Linked DNA regions of Zea mays: region 1 is linked to region 2. The links are chromatin contacts, called in public Hi-C maps. All regions are on one chromosome and are shown on one strand. Each heading gives the region's core, a stretch centred on a gene start, on an enhancer-like site or on the middle of the called end of the contact. The rest is flanking DNA. Distances are from core to core; before and after follow the strand shown.

Region 1 (2,700 bases), core at 8-2,507, 250 kb before region 2:
CCCCTACGCGTGGAAGCAGAACAAGCTGCTCTAACCCAGCATCGACACCCAGAAGCTTTCTCTTCTTGTTGGGTCGCTCTGAAGTGAGAACAAACCGGCCTGTTGCTCCTAGCAGCCAATTAAGTGAAGTTCCTTCCTCATTGACAAATTGTCCTAAAACAATGCCACTACTGCTCCCAGCTTGATCCACTCCAGATGATCTCCCTCCCAACTGAATAGAAACTTCGTGTATGCCCTGTACCCCTCTGTGCCTATTAAGCTCTTTGTCGCTGACCATCTGTTGCACAACCACATCATGTATGTCATGTTCAATGCTTTGATCATTCCTCTCTTTCTGACTAGCCAGATGCACACTTTGCACGCCGCGCTCCCGATTAGTGACCACTTCTTCACCACCAACACCCAAATACAAGGTTGTTTCAGCCACAGCCACGTCATATGTCTCAGCTTGGGTTGTTGACTCATTGCCACTGCCCAGAAATGGTACTAGCATACATGAGTCAACCTTGCTGTAGCCAAATGGGAGCTTTGGTCTTAACATTTCGACGTCAGCCAGTGTTACGGGACGGAAATACGCCTCAAACTGGTCCCACAAGCCAACCTTCGCAGGGGTGACTACAGGTGACTGTGGTGGAGGCTCCGGAGCAGCATCATCAGGAGGGGGAGGCAGAATCTTCTTGTGCTTCTTCCGGGCGTCCCCTGGCCCTGCCCAGCTGACGAGCCGCGCGGGCAGCGTGGGAACCCTGGGCGCCGCCTCATCGCCCTCGAACGGCGTCCGCAGGGACACAGCCTTGGTGGCTTGCGCATACAGGTCGACACCGAACCCGGGGGCCTCCCCCTCTGGCAAGGCCTCGGCGCGCGCCATTTCCCCGCTCATAACGCCTCCAACTGGGAGGGGCGCATCGCCGCCGGAGCCCTCAGCGGAGGCTGCGTCTCCGGGGGAGGCCTCCGGCGAGGAGGGACGTCGAGGCAAGCGGAGGTAGGGTTAGGGTTTCGTCTCGAGCCCGAGCCTGTGTTTCCCTTCCGAGCGTTCTCTTTCCTGGCGAGTTTTTCCCGGCCCGAGTTTTGCGCGTGGGTCTCGGATCCAGTGGGCGGAGGCCGGAGGGAGGAGAGCGTGCTGCCCTGGTGGTGGGACTGGGACTGGGACCGGGAGGGAGGTCACATCACAGGTCACGGCTTCAGTTTTGTAAAGTTAACTGCACCGTGCAGTCCGTGCTCACTTGCCTTGCCTGGCTGGCTCGGTGCTAAAACGGCAACGTTAACTGCACCATCCGGTTGACGCTTCTCAGTGAAGCAAGAAGCAGGATCTCATTCTCTGTGAGAAACGTTTGTAGTACAACTCTACAAGTGGACCGGGTTCCGGTTGACGTCCCCAGTTCTCTACGAACTGTATTTATCTCTTCTATCTACTAGACGCGTACCTGAGTCCGTCTTGTGGATATCATAGTTGTTAAAATAGTGAAAAGTATGGCGAAAAACGCATGGTAATTCATCTCGTATGGCGTAAAGTAGACTTAACACTAGCCATGTTGTTTCTTTCAGTTGCCTTTGTGGAAGGGTTGGTGGCGTCGGACGTTATTTTATTGATGTTATTTAGACCGAGGCCATGCTCGGACGAGGCGGAGATTTCTCTCGAGGCCATTGTCGGGCCTGTGCCTGGACACGCAATCGTGTAGGGGATGGTCAGCACAATGGCCGGAGTGATCTCCTGCGGGATTCGCGGGGAGTTGGTGGCATGTGCTACTGTTAGGGCAGTTGGCCGAGACCGTGCTCGGGTGAGACAGAGTTTCCTCCTGAGTCGGAAGCCATCTTTGGGCGAGGCGGAGCTCTCCTCCGAGGTAGGGCTGGATAACAAGCCAGCTCGGCTCGACTCGTCCGAGTTCGAGCTGGCTCATTAAGCTAACGAGTCACATTGGGCCTGTTTGTTTCGGCTTTTGGCAGCTTCTGGCTACCAAAAGCTGATGCGGACTGCCAAACGCTCAGCTTTTCAGCCAGCTTCTATAAAATTCGTTGGAGCAAAAACTATCCAAAATCAACATAAACACATAATCGGTTGAGTCGTTGTAATAGTAGGAATCCGTCACTTTCTAGATCCTGAGCCCTATGAACAACTTTATCTTCCTCCACACGTAATCGTAATGATACTTAGATTCTCCCCACAGCCAGATTCTCCCCACAGCCAGATTTTCAGAAAAGCTGGTCAGAAAAAAGCTGAACCAAACAGGCCCATTGGCTTGGCTCGTTAAGCTAACGAGACATAGAGTCAGCTCGGCTCGACTCGTTTAGCTCGTGTGTAAGAGCAGAAAAATATGTACATAATAATTATTTTTAGTTAATTTCAAACCAATTTAACAATAGAAAATAGTAATTATACTCATAGTTTGACAAACCATGTTAATGTAACACCAAATTAGCATAATTCATCACTCATCAATTCACAATTTACATACATGTTCATCAGTTTTAACCCACAATTATATTTGCACAGACCAATTTAACACATAAACATAGTACATTAATCATTAGTTTAACTCATAGACCATAGACATCTCACATACATGTAACATGTGAAAGGGAAATGTGCCCTTGGGCCATTTCTAAGTATTTTGGTGATTAAGTGCCAACACAAGTGCTTTTGTGTTAATATATGCAAAGTGGTGGACAAAGTGCAAATCATGTCAAAAGGTATGTTTCTAGACT
Region 2 (2,700 bases), core at 28-2,527:
CTTCGTCGCCCTTCGGGGCTGAGCCCGAGTCCGAGCCCTGGGGTCGGGCGAAGCGGAGTTCGTCGTCTTCCGGGGCTGAGCCCGAGTCCGAGCCCTGGGGTCGGGCGAAGCGGAGTTCGTCGTCTTCCGGGGCTGAGCCCGAGTCCGAGCCCTGGGTCGGGCGAAGCGGAGTTCGTCGTTTTCCGAGGCTGAGCCCGAGTCCGAGCCCTGGGGTCGGGCGGAGTTTCCCACGGTGCCTAGGGCCGGACTTGGCTGCTGTCAGTCTCATCCTGTCGAGTGGCTCAGCAGTCGGAGCGGCGTAGGCGGCGCTGTCCTCTTGTCAGACCGGTCAGTGGAGCGGCGAAGTGACTGTGGTCACTTCGGCTGTCGACTGGAAGGCGTGCGTCAGGATGAAAGTGTCAGGCCACCTTTGCATTAAATTTCCTGCGATTTGGTCGGTTGGCGTGGCGATGTGGCCAAGGTTGCTTCTTGGTGAAGACTGGGCCTCGGGCGAGCCGAAGGTGTGTCCGTTGCTGGAGGGGGTCCTCGGCTGCCCTTGCCCGAGGCTGGGCTCGGGCGAGGCGTGATCGCGTCCCTCGAATGGACCGATCCTTGACTTAATCGCACCCATCAGGCCTTTGCAGCTTTGTGCTGATGGGGGTTACCAGCTGAGATTTAGGAGCCTTGAGGGTACCCCTAATTATGGTCCCCGACATTATTCAAATATTACTGTTGTCACCCGAGTATCGATCATTACTATTTACGTAAAATTTTGTGAACCAAACGACATCCTAATCGAGTCATAAACAAGGTAGGGGAGCCGTAAATAAGAATATGAGCCATAAACAAATAATAATGTGTGCGCTGAGTTGTTTGCCAAATACTATAAGATTAAAATCTCCCTAGCTTGGAGTGGGAAGGTTGGCAAAAATTGGGTATTTGACGACCCCTAATTTGTAAGGGTTTTTAGTTCTTTTCCCAAAATATATCTTTATAATATATTTATTCTCTATATTTTTCTATAAATTTAGCTAAATATAAAAATATTTGATTTAACATAGCTCTAAAAAATAATTTATTTAGATATAGAACAAGTAAAACAAGTTATTTATCTCGTCGTTGTGATGAGAATTGAGTTGATTCTATACATTGACACTTGACAGGTCGTTGCAGGCCCATTCATCGTACACACATGAGTCACATGCCCCATCGCGACAAGGCCAGCATCACGTGACCACGTCACGCGCACGGTGCACCCCTTGTACAGTAGTACTCCAAACTGCTACCCGGCTTCCTCAGCCGTCGTCTCATCTGCCGCCGCCATACTCCTGTCCACCTGAGTACCTGACCGGCATCCTTCCCCCTCCTGCCCGATCCCTCGAGGCGGAGATCCCTAGGCCGTCGGCCGGGATGGCGGGGGCGCTGGCCCTCGCGGTGTTGCTCGCCGTCGCGTCGCTCCATGCTGAGGCGGTGTGGCTGGACGTGCCACAGTCGGGGACCAAGTGCGTGTCGGAGGAGATCCAGTCTAACGTGGTGGTGCTCACCGACTATTCCATCATGTACGAGTCCCACCCCTATTCGCACCCCACCATCGCCGTCAAGGTATCGCTTCCCGCGATTCTGTTCCCCACCCCCCGCTTATTCAGTGCTGCGAGCCTTGATATGCATCCCGATTAGCGATTAGTCTGGGCCATAGAGTTTAATTCCATGGCACTTTTGTTAAGAGTATATTCTTCATGTCTTGTGACCTGTTATTCGGGGTAAATAGGAGTACTAAATAACGAGGAAATTGTGGTTCTATATGCTCGAGTCGAGCATTCTAAGAACTGTTATACTCGAGCAATATGGTGACACCAGAGCATTAGGAAAATGTAGAAAATCTGAATCTGAATGTTGGCCTGCTGCTTCGACTAGATTTGTATGAATCAGTTCATGACCCAGGTGATTCTCATACCATGTTGGTTCCTTCTGTCTAAGCAATGGTGTTTCCACCTAGGATGTCACCCATGAGTTGGGATAGAATTACAGAATCCTAGGCTATGCATTTTATGGGATTTGCCTATTTCTCTTCCAGTGAACTACTTTAAAGTTTCATAAACAATAGAATCGTAATCAAATCGTCCCCATGTGATGGAATAAGATGTAGTATCAAAGAAGGGGGCGAATTGAAATAAGTTAGGGCACTGAAGCGAGCCAGTGAGAGCTCACAGCTCAATTTTTTAAAAATCTTTCAATATCCTAAACACCATTTAGGTCTACTGTTTTAACATTGCATTGGTAAAAGGCTAAGGTAACAGTGAATGATAAGAAACTCTTACTGAGTTTTAGATCTTGTAAAAATTGGCAAAGTTGCTAGACTTATCTTTGCTATATATTCCATTCCCCATCATATCTAGTTACAAACCGACTTCATTTCTCAGTTCAGATTTAATGTGCATCACCAATGCAACATCTAGGTACTGAATACATGTTTTTGTTAGACCTAGTTGGGTAGTTAGGGTTTTGGGGTTAGCCCTTTTGTAAAGATCCACATACCCCTTTGTAATGGGTCAGGCCCACCTACTCTTGGTCTATTAATACAACTCCCAACTCTAGTTAGGATTAAGGTTTCTCATTCCAACTATTTTGTTAGCACCTACATTCGTTTGAGATAGGAATGACAATGGTTTTCAGTTACAAATATATTCAGAGTTAAACTTTGCAGTAGAGGTGCAAATGGCA

Evidence for each region. A called contact is a pair of places that touch in the nucleus more often than the background predicts.
Region 1: a contact with region 2 is called in a Hi-C map of ear, with 3 times the contacts expected there. The contact joins the promoter of LOC103627799 here to the promoter of LOC100281124 in region 2. A contact is called at or near these places in 2 of 25 Hi-C or Micro-C datasets (ear and leaf).

The regions. Positions count from the first base shown.
Region 1 is chr5:218,940,562-218,943,261 of Zm-B73-REFERENCE-NAM-5.0, reverse strand. LOC103627799 (PHD finger family protein) reads right to left here and starts at 1,257. Exons shown (of 19, transcript XM_008648099.3): 1 at 1-1,257. The coding sequence starts at 877.
Region 2 is chr5:218,694,797-218,697,496 of Zm-B73-REFERENCE-NAM-5.0, reverse strand. It overlaps LOC100281124, which reads left to right and starts at 1,277. Exons shown (of 4, transcript NM_001154043.3): 1 at 1,277-1,581. The coding sequence starts at 1,390.